Regions from separate parts of the Mus musculus genome. Here region 1 is linked to region 2. Evidence: chromatin contacts called from public HiChIP or PLAC-seq data. All regions are on one chromosome and are shown on one strand. The core of a region is the stretch at or near the end of the contact, and the rest is flanking DNA. Distances in the headings are between cores, read along the strand shown.

Evidence for each region. HiChIP or PLAC-seq counts read pairs in DNA pulled down with a chosen protein or histone mark.
Region 1: a CTCF HiChIP or PLAC-seq map of CD8 T cells shows a contact between it and region 2, with 7 read pairs. The contact joins the promoter of 1700022E09Rik here to the enhancer-like site in region 2. A contact is called at or near these places in 4 of 39 promoter capture datasets (the 3T3-L1 cell line, the C10 cell line, hippocampal neurons and 1 more), 1 of 15 datasets of contacts at CTCF or cohesin (CD8 T cells), 1 of 484 Hi-C or Micro-C datasets (B cells), 4 of 115 datasets of contacts at active chromatin or transcription factors (CD8 T cells, astrocytes, memory CD8 T cells and 1 more) and 1 of 9 other capture datasets (liver).

The regions. Positions count from the first base shown.
Region 1 is chr16:59,465,847-59,472,218 of GRCm38.p6, forward strand. It overlaps 1700022E09Rik (RIKEN cDNA 1700022E09 gene), which reads right to left and starts at 3,392. Exons shown (of 3, transcript NR_040568.1): 1 at 3,339-3,392; 2 at 2,151-2,291; 3 at 1,026-1,215. It overlaps Riox2 (ribosomal oxygenase 2), which reads left to right and starts at 5,929. Exons shown (of 10, transcript NM_025910.3): 1 at 5,929-6,099.
Region 2 is chr16:58,699,551-58,706,117 of GRCm38.p6, forward strand. No RefSeq gene overlaps it. Among named protein-coding and RNA genes, the nearest start is that of Gpr15, 16 kb to the right of the region's middle. Within about 2 kb of position 4,026, at least 81 of the 459 cell types and tissues checked have an H3K27ac peak or open chromatin away from gene starts, as enhancers often do. A contact at or near this core is called in B cells, CD8 T cells, liver and 1 more, where this site is marked.

The sequences.
Region 1 (6,372 bases), core at 2,142-4,641, 770 kb after region 2:
TTCTCATTCCACCCTCTACACACACACACACACAACCTGATCCCTCCTTCTCCCATGTACCCACAAAATCTATTTTCATTTCCCAGGGGGATCCGTGTGTCCCTTGTAGACTTCTCCTCTTTACCTAACCTTTCTGAGTATATGGATCATAGCTTGGTTATCATTTACTTAACAGCTAATATCCACTTATAAGTGAATACATATTATATTTGTCTTCCTTAGTCTGGGTTACCTCATTCAGAATGATTTTTTCTAGTTGCATCCATTTTTCCTACAAATTTCATGATGTCACCTTTAAAAGAGCTGAGTAATACTCTATTGTATAAATGTGCCACATTTTGTTTATCCATTCTTCTGTTGAGGGACATCTAGGTTGTTTTCAGTTTCTGGCTATTATGAATAAAGCCGCTATTGAGCAAGTGTCCTTAGGATGGAGCGTGCTTTGGGTATATGCCCAAGAGTGGTATAGCTGACTCTTGAGGTATATCTATTCCCAATTTTCTGAAGAACCACCATATTGATTTCCAAAGTGGTAAAAGTTTGCACTCTTACCAGCAATGGAGGAATTCCCTTGCTTCACATCCTTGCCAGCATGAGCTATGACTTGTGTTTTTGATCTTAGCCATTCTGATAGGTGGAATCTCAAAGGTCTGCCCTGATGGCTAAGACCTTGAACTTTTCTTTAAGTGTTTCCTCATCATTTGAGGTTTCTTTGTTGAGAATTGCAGCACTGTGGGCTACCTTGAAAGTTGAGTCCAGGGAAGAAGAAAGAGTGGAGAAGGAGAAGGAAATACTCTGGCAGGCATGACCCGTGGTTGAGCAGGAGGTACCTCCTTGAGTTAGGGACTGAGACACAGGGTCCAGTCTGGGAAGGGAGGCAAAGAGGTGGTCCGTGGGATTCACAAGAGATGTGGACAGGGAAAGGGAGGTTGCATCTAGTGTTCTGTTTCAGAGCTAGGGAGGAGTCTGGGGTTGGGTATGGGGAAACAGAACATGCATATTTTTCACAAAAAGCGAGATTTTGTACATACTTTTATTTACTATCTGAGCACTTACAGCGCTGTTTATCTTATGCTTCCTCCTGTGTCTGTTATGAGAGCTGACATGGGCCTTGAACTTGTGAAGGTACCTCCTATTGAGAAATGTATTTACATTGTGCTATTTGTAGCAAGATTTTATTCTTTGATTTATAAATGACATTCCGTGCTTTTATTCCTGAAAACAAAAAGAACATGGCGTGGTATAAAGTGCTTTACTGAATGGATGGATGCACTGTCATCCACCTAATCTATTTTTACATGCAAGGCATCAGAATATTTCCTATTGTATATTTTAGTAACTCTAAAATATTTAGAGATGAAATCAGCTCTGAAGACAAATAAATTTCTAGTAGTATTCAAATGTTAGCACTTTTTTCCTCAACAAGGATACACCCCCTCCCTCTTTTTTTTTTCCATCTGGACCTGCAACATCAGGCCTCGTCAGCTTTCCCACCTGTCTGCCCAGATGTTCTGGGTACACATTAGTATAAGAAGAAGTACTTTAAGTTTTAGGTAATTTTTATTCTAAGCAGAACTGCCTCTATGTCTTATTATAAGTTGGAATGATATAAAATGCCCATTTTAAAATCATCTCTATTTATTGAAGACTTGTTCCCTTCTATGGCTCCTATTGCTGCTATAAGCTTTTAGTAAATGTACTGGCTGTTTTTGTGTGCCAACTTGACACAAGCTAGAGTTATCACAGAAAAAGGAGCCTCCCTTGAGGAAATGCCTCCATGAGATCCAGCTATAAGGCATTTTCTCAATTAGTGATCAATGCGGGGAGGGCCCATTGTGGGAGGTCCATCCTGGGCTGGTAGTCTTGGGTTCTATAAGAAAGCAAGCTGAGCAAGCCAGGGGAAGGAAGCCAGTAAATAACATCCCTCCATGGCCTCTCCATCAGCTCCTGTTTCCTGACCTTGAATTCCAGTCCTGACTTCCTTTGGTGATAAACAGCAATGTGGAAGTAAAAGCTGAATAAAGCCTTTCCTCCCTGTAGTGGCTATTCCTGGTTGTCCACTTGACTATATCTGGAATGAACTACAGTCCAGAATTGGAAGGCTCACTAGTGATCCTAATCTGGAGGCTTGAGAGATAGAAGTTTCTGACCTGGATCTTGGTATGGAGATCTTGAGCCATGGTGGCTATGAATTCCAGAAGATTAAGACAGATCTCTGAGTTCAAGGTCACCTGAGATTAAAAGTGTGGTAGCGCACACCTTTGATCTGGGCTACATCTTCTGCTGGAGACCTACATAAGGACATTGGAAGAAGGAAAACACACACACACTCTCTTCTTCACCTGCTTGCCTTGTGGGACTGAGCAACTGCTAGATCCTTGGACTTCCATTCACAGCTGCTGCTGACTATTGTTGGGAACTGGACTACAGACTGTAAGTCATCAATAAATTCCTTTACTATATAGAGACTATCCATAAGTTCTGTGACTCTAGAGAACCCTGACTAATATACTCCCCAACTTGCTTCCTGGTCATGATGTTGTTTTGTGCAGGATTAGAAACCCTGACTAAGACAGTAAATGAGAAGAAAAGATGAGATGAAAATTTTGCCTATGAGTTATCACAAAACTATGATTTGTGGCCACAATGCATTATCTTGACTTTTGGAAGACTGGGTTAGTCTTTCTGAGGAAAGCCTGAAAGATCCTGGCAGAATGTAAAAGGACACAGAAGCCCTGAAATTGGCAAGATAGACGTCAGTGTTAGCAGAACTAGCTTCACTGATTTAGAAAAATAGAGGTGCACAATGCTCTGGCCACTCCTTGAACCTGTGTGTCTGCCAATGTTCTGACCAGGTGTGTGCCCATTGCTGCACCTTCATTAGACTCTTTCCTTGTACCCCTCCCATACCCATTTCTTGAGAATAGACATTGTTTAGATCTGGAAATCCCCTAATCTCCCCCTTCTCCTTTCCCCCATGAGGGCCTATAAAAACTGGGAACTCTTTCCCCTTGAGGTCGACTCCTCTACTCCTGCGTGGGATATGAGTCATCCCCAGAGCTCTGGCTTTCCCTGAATAAAGCCTCATGTGGTTTGCAACAAGCTCGGTCTGTCATGAGTTCTTGGGTGTCCGCTATTGTCCTGAGGTCTGAGCAAGGGGCTCCTCTCGGAGTCTTTCAAGCCTATCATTTCTAACTGTGCCATATATGATTCTATCATGTTAGCATGGAGATGAATAATAAAAATAGCAATTCCTAACTTATAATTACTATTATATAAAATTCCAGTGAGATTATACAACTCCCTCATCTATGTAAGGGGAAGGCACCATTCTGTACCTGAGGCAGCTGTAATTTCCTGGCAGTAAGTTTTACTCTTCTATGACCTCACTTATGGAATGAAGCCACCTCTTCTTACCACACAAGCATGTTCTTAACACATTCTACCAATGCATGAAGTTCTGCTTCATTTCAAAAGCCTATTGATTTTTCAACTTCAGTTGGACTCTCAACAGTGTAAATCAAAACACTGTGCTTTTTTTTTTGTTTTGATGTATTTTGCTTGTTGTTTTTTGAGACAAGGCTTCTCTATGTAGCCCTGGCCAAGCTGGAACTCACTTTGTAGACCAGGCTGGCCTTGAATTCTCAGAGATCCACCTACCTCTGCCTCCTGAGTGCTGGGATAAAAGGCGTGTGCTACCATTGCCAGCAAACAGGGTGGAGTTTTATGAAGGTGACTTTATTCATGATATTACTACAGAAAGGACATATATTAATGAAGAATATCTCACAATAAAGAAAGGGATCCAGGAATCAAGAAGTCAAGAAGGAAGAAAACCATGAGTCTTGTTATCTTAGGGTCTGTCTTCTCTTACAACACGTAAAGTCATGGTTATTCCCTGGAATCAAAAATTACGGGAGCAGTTATTGACATTGTAACACTTTAGCCACTGTGGCTGCTACAATCTCCTGCTGTACTATGATGTCACTGGTCTGTGATGGAGCCCAGTGTAGAAGAGATGCTTCCAAAGTCAAGACTTTCTAAAGTTTTATATACAAGCCTATGACCTTTAAAAGTCATGTAAAGACTCCATCATTTCCAAAACTAGCTAAGTCAACAGGCAATAAAGAGAGGGAAGCACCCCCACCCCCACCCACCGCTTCAGAGAACACTAATGCAGGCATGTCTGAGCATTGTACACTTCAAAGAGGTGCTATAACCACAAACCCACACATCAGATAAAGTTTTAGGGCAATCACACTTTCCTGAAATAACTTAAAAGATGTTTTGTTAACTAGGTTGTGCCTGCAGCTGGGGCCATATGTATATTAAATCTTGGATCAATGAGAAAGGGGCCTCAGGACCTGCTACATAGTTTTTAAATAAATGTGGAACTAGGGGATCAGGGTTGGGGGAGAGACTATTTTGTGACAATGAGTTCCAATCATTGAATGTGATTTAGAAGGATAATGTAAATGAAAAGTAGGAGGAAATACAAGACAAAGGAATGACTTGTAGAAACTGTAAATATGGCTGGTCTACAAAATGATCTTAAAGTCTGATGTGGTCTGTATTTTGAGAAGAATTTCTCTATATTTCTAAATATAGAATTTATCTATATTTCATTTTGAAGATAGAATTTTTATCTCTACCATCTATCATTTATCTGTCTTTCTATGTTATTCTAGGTCACGTTTCGGCTGAGATTGAAGTAATCTAATTGTTCTTGTTCATTTATATGAAGGATGGTGTATAGTGTAACTCACAACGAAGTAATTAATTGCGCAAGGGCCATCAAGTTATACAACACATCAACTCAAAATATTACCCTACTTTTTCTGAAGTATTTTTTATTTGATTCTCTCATGATATTATCATTAGCTCCTTTGATTGTAGCCACTTGTGCTGATGAAATTCTTCATAAGTTTTACTTGGTTAATATACATTATATTACTGTGCTATGCTTCATATAAAATAATTTGACCTCTATGTGGATGTAGAAAAAAACAAAGATTTTTTTATTATTAATTACTGTCATATATGATTTCATGACTGTTCCTCTTTTGCCCCTCTGTAGACCCCAATGCTTTGAGGATACTCAGTTGCTAATCCATTACCTAATAAATAACCAACTGTGTAAAAACATGCATGTATGCAAAACACTTTGGCACTAAGACTTATTTTCAGGCATTGTGATGGTTTAAAAAGGAGTAGTGGCTCCCATAGGCTGATATATCTGAATGTGTAGACATTAGGGAGTGGCACAATGTGAGAAGGATTGGGAAATGAGACCTTTTTGGAATAGGTGTGGCCTTGCTGGAGGAAGTATGTCACTGGGTGTGAGTTTTGAGACATTAAAATAAAGAAAAACTTAAAAGGATTGGAATGAAAATATATGAAGTCTAAACAAAATGGTTGGTACTAAAATTGTTAAGTTACCCGGGCGTGGTGGCACACGCCTTTAATCCCAGCACTCGGGAGGCAGAGGCAGGCGGATTTCTGAGTTCGAGGCCAACCTGATCTACAAAGTGAGTTCCAGGACAGCCAGGGCTACACAGAGAAACCCTGTCTCAAAAAACAAACAAACAAACAAAAATTGTTAAGTTAATAACAATCGTATACATATTAAAGCCATATACAATGACGGTTTTGGATCTTTTGTGGACCGATGGAGTACAAGCACTCTCTCAAGAAGCATGTTCTTGTATGTGTGTGTTAATAAAGGGAACTGTCCAAATTTATAGATTTCCCTCTAACTTCAGATTTGAAGGTAGCAACTATAAAAAGCACATTCACGTTCTGTGACCTTTAGGTTCATAGGCCAGAGCAGGGGAAGGCCTGTAGCTGTAGGCAGGAGCAGGGATGTGGTCCGGGGGCGGAGCCAGAAGTCCGGGGCGGGGCCGCGTCTCGTGGGCGGGGTCGCGTCTCGTGGGCGGGGCCGCGTCTCGGGAGCCCGCCCTGGACGTGACCACGCCGTCGCGCCCTTCCATGCCTTAGCTGGGTCAACTTGCGGAAGACACGCAACAGGCCGTGCCGGTGCAGCGCGTGGGACGCGGGTCAGGCTGAGAAGTGCAGCTCTGGAGGGCTGGGGCCTAACTGGTGAGCCGGGTGGCTGAGGGCTGGGGACCTGGCCACGTGCACCGCCGGACTGGTGGCGGGCGGCACACGCCGGCGAGCTAGAGCCAGGCTGCGCGCGCAGACGGGGAGGGGCAGGGACCACGGTCGCGGACTGAGGAGGGGCGCGGGGACTGTCGCCCAGCTCGGGACTTGGAGCGTAGGTTGCCTTTTTATCTCCACGTGAGGAAGACTGCCTGTCTGCCTGCCTGCCTCCAGGATGTCCAACAAGTGACTAAACAGGTTTCAGGAAGTCTA
Region 2 (6,567 bases), core at 2,776-5,275:
AGTTTTAGGCTAGCAAGAGCTACATGAGACCTTGCCCTAAAAGAAACCCAAACAATCTCTAACTGTTAAGGGTAAGAAATACAAAGTTATCTTCTAGTTTGTAGCCTTTATGCTTTCCCTGTCAACAATGGTAACCGAGAAATCGGCTCTCAACAAAAACTGGCAAAAGCTCTGATTTCCATTATCTGCCAGTTTCCAGTGTCTAAGTGCTTGCCTCGTGTCTGATTTCAAGCCAACAACGCGATTCGACAAAACAGAGGTAGTTAAAAAATTTCAAAAACTCAGAGAAACCCTGTCTCGGGGGGTGGGGGGTGGGGAAGAAGAAGAAGAAAGAAAGAAAAAAAAAAGAAAAAAGAAAATTTCAAAAACTCAAAGAACTCTGCACACGTTGCTCAGGCCAGCCGGTCTCTTGTGGCTCTCAGGTTCCACTGAAGACGGTATCACAGGAGAGCTGGGAACCCGGTTTCTTCTTTCCTTTATTTCTAACCAACTTAGGAAGTCATTAAAATAACTAAACCTCAGGCCAACATAATTTACTACAGCCATGTTGGCATTTTAATATACTGTGTGCTAAAGCGAACTTTTCTTTCAACATAGGTTGTCACTCTTAAAACAGCTCAAAACAGCTCGTATGCTGTCTGGTTGGTGGCTCCGCGTCTGAGAGATCTCGGGGATCCAGGTTAGTTGGGGCTGCTGGTCTTCCTATGGGCTCGCCCTTCTCAGCTTCTTCCAGCCTTTCTCTAATTCATCCACAAGGGTCCCCATCTTTAGTTCAATGGTTGGGTGTAAGTATCTGCACCTGTCTCAGTCAGCTAACCCTTGAGAGACTTGAGGCCCCGGGGAGGAAGGAGGCCTGGCAGTGGAGGAGGGGTGCAGAACATCCTCTTGGAGACAGGGAGGAGGAGGAATAGGATTAGGAACTGTGGGAGGGCAGACTGGGAGAAGGGCAATGACTGAGCTGTAAAATAATAAAAGTAACAACAACAACAACAACAAAACAGCTCAAAGTCACCATGTAATTCTTTCATCCAGATGTAGGGACAGATGGGACACAGAGGTGTGCCTTTAAGTCATGAATAAAGTTAATGAAGTTTTTCTTTAGGTCTTCTTTAGGCCGCATCTATATTACCTTCTATACTTATTAATGCCTTTCTCTCTTCTTACTTTCTCCATCTTATTTTTTTAATTAATTAATTGATTAATCAATTAAGAAGTTAATTAGGTTTGTATGAGATGGAATCTGCTTTATTGCCCAAGCTGGCTTACAAGTAGACCTCAAGTGATCCTCACGACTCTTCCAAGTTGCAGACACATTACATTGGGCATCTAGTGATAAGATTTGCTCAGGAACTTTTCGAAGGTCATGAAACACTCACCCCTCCAGAAGGGAGAGACTAATTAACGTTTCTCAGACCACAGGGCAGGAACCCACCTTCAGATGGGAACACATTCTGCAGGACTGACCGTTGTTCACCTTCAGACAAGGGAAGACCTTGTCACCTTATTCCCTAAAGACCAATCAGTTTAAAGGGTGCGCTGTTCCACCAATCTTATTGTGCCTAGTTGCTGATGCTCTGTTCTGTCCCTGGAAACCATACAAAAACTCACCGAATGGGTACTGGGGGTCGCCGCCTCTCCTTCGGGTCTGGGACGACCCCAGTGCACTGGAACAACAAATTCCTCTTGCTTTTTGCATCGATCCTGGCTCCACGTGGTTCACTCAGGGGCTCCCTGGTAATCTAAGGCTCTCTGGAATCTTACACTAGCTTGCTGGTTTATTTTTTGTTTCACACAAACTGTTAGTAACTCCTCAGTGAAAAAGACCAATAGCTGAGGAGTGAGGGAGTTGAAAAGAAAGAATACAAAGGATGTTTAGTGCAGCGAACCACTCTGTGGCTTATAATGCTGATGCCCCAAAACATGCAATATATAATGTGACATGTGAACCCCAAGCTGCTCTATGAGACTAAATGGGAGAGACATGGCAATGTATGTCCATCGGTTGCAATGGATTTACCTCAAACTGGCTGCTGGGAGGTAAATAACAGAGAGGTTATGAGTGCACCTCCCTGCAGTCTTTTGGGGAGCTAAACTTTCTGTATAAAATAAAGCCTTCATTAAAACCATACCAAAATACCACCTCCAATCCTTTGTTACTTGGAAGTGCAGATGGCCTATGAAAGAGTCAAGTGCTAAAGTCCAAAAAAGACAAAAATCGTTGTAGGGAGAAGAAAGCCATAAGCTGCTGGGCTAAAGGCTCTGGCTCTGGCTCTGGATGGGTGTGAGAGCTGGTGTGATCTACAGTTTTCTCACAGATCGCCAGGGGGGGAGGGGGCAACCCCCAGAGTCAAGAGGAAACACTGATTGAAGGCATCGGCTCTGGGTCCTGGCCATGGCTGGATTACTTCCTGTGTGAGTGATTGTGAGAACGCCCCGAGACTTATTTTTCTTACCTGAGTGACAAGTATCTTCCCAGCACAGTGAAGGAGGCTCTGCAGTACAGTACATCCTCTGCTCTTTGCTCTGAAGTGATGCCAAGATTTTGGTTATTACTCACAAAGAGAACGATGCCCCTGAAGCATGCAAGCCGCAGACATGCATTGAGGTCTGCCTGCCTGGATTCTGCCAGTTTGTCTCTGCTTGTCCCTGAATGGGATGCGCTTACCTTCCCATCTATAAGACTGAAGAATTAGTTTATCTTATTGTTTTAAGGACAACTTAGATATGTCTGGAACATATTTAGTGAAGTACATTTATCCATTTTACCCCAGTAAATGACCCACGAAAGCTGTGCTCTTTCTTTTCCAAGTGTGGCACAACATCAGAAACCTGTCTCTGCCATTTATTTTAGCTCAGGCTAAATTAATGCCCCCATTGCTCCAGGAGAGAGGGAAGCTGACTTCTTCCGTGTTTCCTTGCTGTATGATCACTTCCTTCTTTTAGCTCATTGGTGTCTGATGACGATGGAAACCTCCTCCCACTCTCTTTGATGTTTTAATAAATAAATCTAAATAAACGGACCATAGACAGACTGACCAGAGAAAAACCATTTAAATTGCACGCATGCACAAACGTCCCGCAGACATGATACATGACGAACAGCTCATATTTGCAGGTAAGCACCCTGAGGATGAAGAGAGTAGGAGCTTGGAGCATCTTCAAGAAGATTGAGATGGAGCCTGTGCTGAGCCAGTGGAATGGAAACAAGGCCGATTTGCTACACAGACAAGTTGTGTCTGAGCATCTCTCTGAAGACCTGGTGACAGTCTGTGACAGAGCCTGCCTGTCACAGTAGACGGTGTATCTTCCATCTTTTCTGCAATGTAATTTGCTTTCTTCCACATGGAGGCAATTCCTTCAGAGGGGACTCAGGACAATGGCAGTGACTTGTGCATCTTTTGGCATATGAAACATGTCAGGAAAAGCTTCTCCCCACACCTTGAGAGAATAGGGAGTTAGAGTGAGAGGGCAGAAGGTTACAGACCTTGGTTCCGAGGTCTTCCTATTCTGCTTAGCTCAAAGTTTTCAGCATGCTCAAGTGACATACTTGGGGTATTACTTCTCGAACCCCAGCAATCTCTAGGACAGACATGTGACATTTTTATCCTATTGCTCTATTAGAGTTGTATCTATTTGAGAGGAAGTAAACCACAAGGGGATCTTTGGACAATTAAAAGCTGTGTGTTACATTTAGAAAAGGAGAGAACTTTAAAAATACGAAGATAAATTCTGCAGTGAGGGGAGTGGTGGAAATCCCGATTGTTCATTACTAGTGTTACATTTTTATAAAAAGATGTTTATTCTCTTCTTCTTGACCATGTTTTCATTTGACACCTGTCTTCTTGGGTGGAAATAGCCTTTCTATGAAGCCCCTGGGAGTAGAGGAGTGGGGAGTTTCTGCTCCTTGCGTGTGATTGCTTTCCTTTGTTAAGTAATGAGATCAGTCAGCATGTCACACTTTACTCTCCAGTGATGGCCACCACCTCTCGATTTCATGAGAAACGATAAAACAAATGAGTCACCCCAAGGGTGCTTCAAGAATGGCACGCTAGGCTCAGGCTGGCCCCACCTCCTCTGTAGCTGAAGAGGTTCCAGAAAAAGCCTTCTGGGATGCTTCTCCCACTTCCCTCTCTTTCTCTCTTCTTGCCTCTCATTTGTCTTTCTGGATTCCACAGAACTGTTTTAACTGGCAAATATGAATCTTATTTGAAATATGAAAAGCAGTACTCTGTGACTTTTTGTCGTTTAAGGTACATTTCTGCACATACAGACAAGGCATTTTGAAAAGAGGAGGGCAGAGGTGTTTACTCTTAATTCGCAGTCGCCCCGGGTGACCTGGTCCAATTTTAGAAAACTCTGCTTAGCCTGCATTCTGTTTCCTCTTCCTTCTGAGATAAACTTGGCTTAGGTGAGTGTTTTCATAACCCTTGCCCTGTGTTTTAGCCACGGTTGCTTTCTTATCTTTTAAATTACAACCATTCTTTGTTTAAATGCTTGGAATGTTTCACAGTTAAATCACTCTCATAAGTCACGGGAGAAACACAAAAATACAGTGTGGAGTGACTCCAAATGGGACTCAGTTCTAAACCACTTTATAAGATCAGATTTGTAAATAATCACCTGCTTATAAAGGAGATGGTTGGTCACATAAGAAGAGAGTAGGGAAGGATTTTTTCTTATTGCTCAGTTCATGTATCCTTTGGGAGGAAAGCAAACCAATAGTGCTTTGGATTCCCTTAGCCCTAAGCCCTATTCCAAAGTGTTTTTTTTTTTTTCTTATCTCCTGATTTTATTGTATAAGCCTGGATAGAGTGAGTCTTTGAACACAGGAGATTTGGAAATTAGGATGGTGCATGAGAGTGCTAGAAACTGGAGAAAATTCTATAGCCCAGTAGAGAAGGATAGCAAAAACCAACACAATTTTGATCAAGGAAGCAGGTAACATCCTGGCCCAACTGCTTATTTTTTTCTTTTTATGAAAATTCTTTAAGATTACTTAGACCACAGTGTTTAGATAGGTTAGCATCTTGATGATCAGCTGAATAAATGAAGACACACAAGACGAATGTTGCCAGATGGCTTAAGGTGGAGCACATTTATAGTCCATCTACTCTAATCCTACCAGTTTCAGACCTGGGGTTAATACCCATGGTGACTGCTGGTTTCCTTCTAAACAGGTTCTAACATTTAGGAACAACTTCCACAGAACACTTTTAGTGACTTGTCAGTATTTGACTTAGTAATGCTGCATATTTGAGAACAGAAAAATAAAGGACGATGTTTTCTGTCATGTAACTATCCTCATTCTTCTCTCAACTAGTCCCCTGCTACACATTGTGTGTCACAAAGCTTTTATTTTAAATGTCTTAGACAGGCTTTAAACTTACTTTCCCTCAAGATGTGGTATATGATTAATATTAAAGCAATGGCACCCTCCTATTTTATATACTTTCTACTCCAGTTGAACCCCAATCTCACTAGGAAGTTGAAAAACACTGGCTTAGGTTATAAGCCCTAAGCCTGTAAGAAGACACATTGCTTTGCAGAGTATTTATAGCAAGCACTATGACCTTCTTGAAGGCTGGATGTTAATTAGTTATGACTACTTCTTAATTCAGGGGTGACACAGATGAGCAGGAACAGATAGCAAAGGCTGGTTTATTAGCAATGCTGAGAGAAGGCTAATTACTGGGCATATGTTATTACTCTGTGGAAATGGATTTATTGCAAGGGACCCTGCCAAAGCCTTTGTAGTCTGTATTACTGAGGGGTTTAAAGGCCCATGTTAAATGAGGAAGGAAGCAGAAGCCAATACCCTTTGGCCAATAGACACTGCTCACAGAGAAAAAGTCTACTGACTGTATTTTACCATTTGCAGAAACCAGTACAGCTGGTTAGTCACACCCATGGAGCAGAGGCATGGAGAATGGAAGCCCTTTGCTGCATCATTTGCCAATCTGGCTTAGTTAGAACTTGGAGAAAACTTAGCTTATTCTTTTGGGTAGAAAGGCAGTTAAAGAGATGAAGCCAACTGAGACAAAGGGAAATACTGGCTGGAGGATGTGTTCCATTAAGGGTTTCAGACTCAAATAGTTCTATGGCAAGGCCTTGTCAGGTTGACTACAGCAGCCTTCTGGACACAATGATGGGCATTTGAGGGAGGGCTTCAGGGCTGATGTCCTCCCTGTTTTAAATCTGGGCTTTTAGTCACGGTGTGTGTTAAGTATACTTACAATGAGTGCATCCAAAGAAAAAACAGTCCCTTGTGCAATTTGTTACCAGAATGAGTAACAAACTGTATTCCCTAGTCCCTTAGCCTGAGGAGGGGCAGAGTTAGGGAATCCTGTTAGGTTCGTGACGTGCACACACATTTCTCCCTCACCTCAGTCCTTAGGAGTGCGGATTTGCCAGAGAATATTTTTTTTTAAATTTCTCTACTTTTTTATTTTATTATCTTTTAAAAATTTATTTATTTATTTATTTATTTATTTATTTATTTATTTATCATTTTCTTTATATACATTTCAAATGCTATCCTGAAAGTTCCCTAAACCCTTCCCCCGCCCT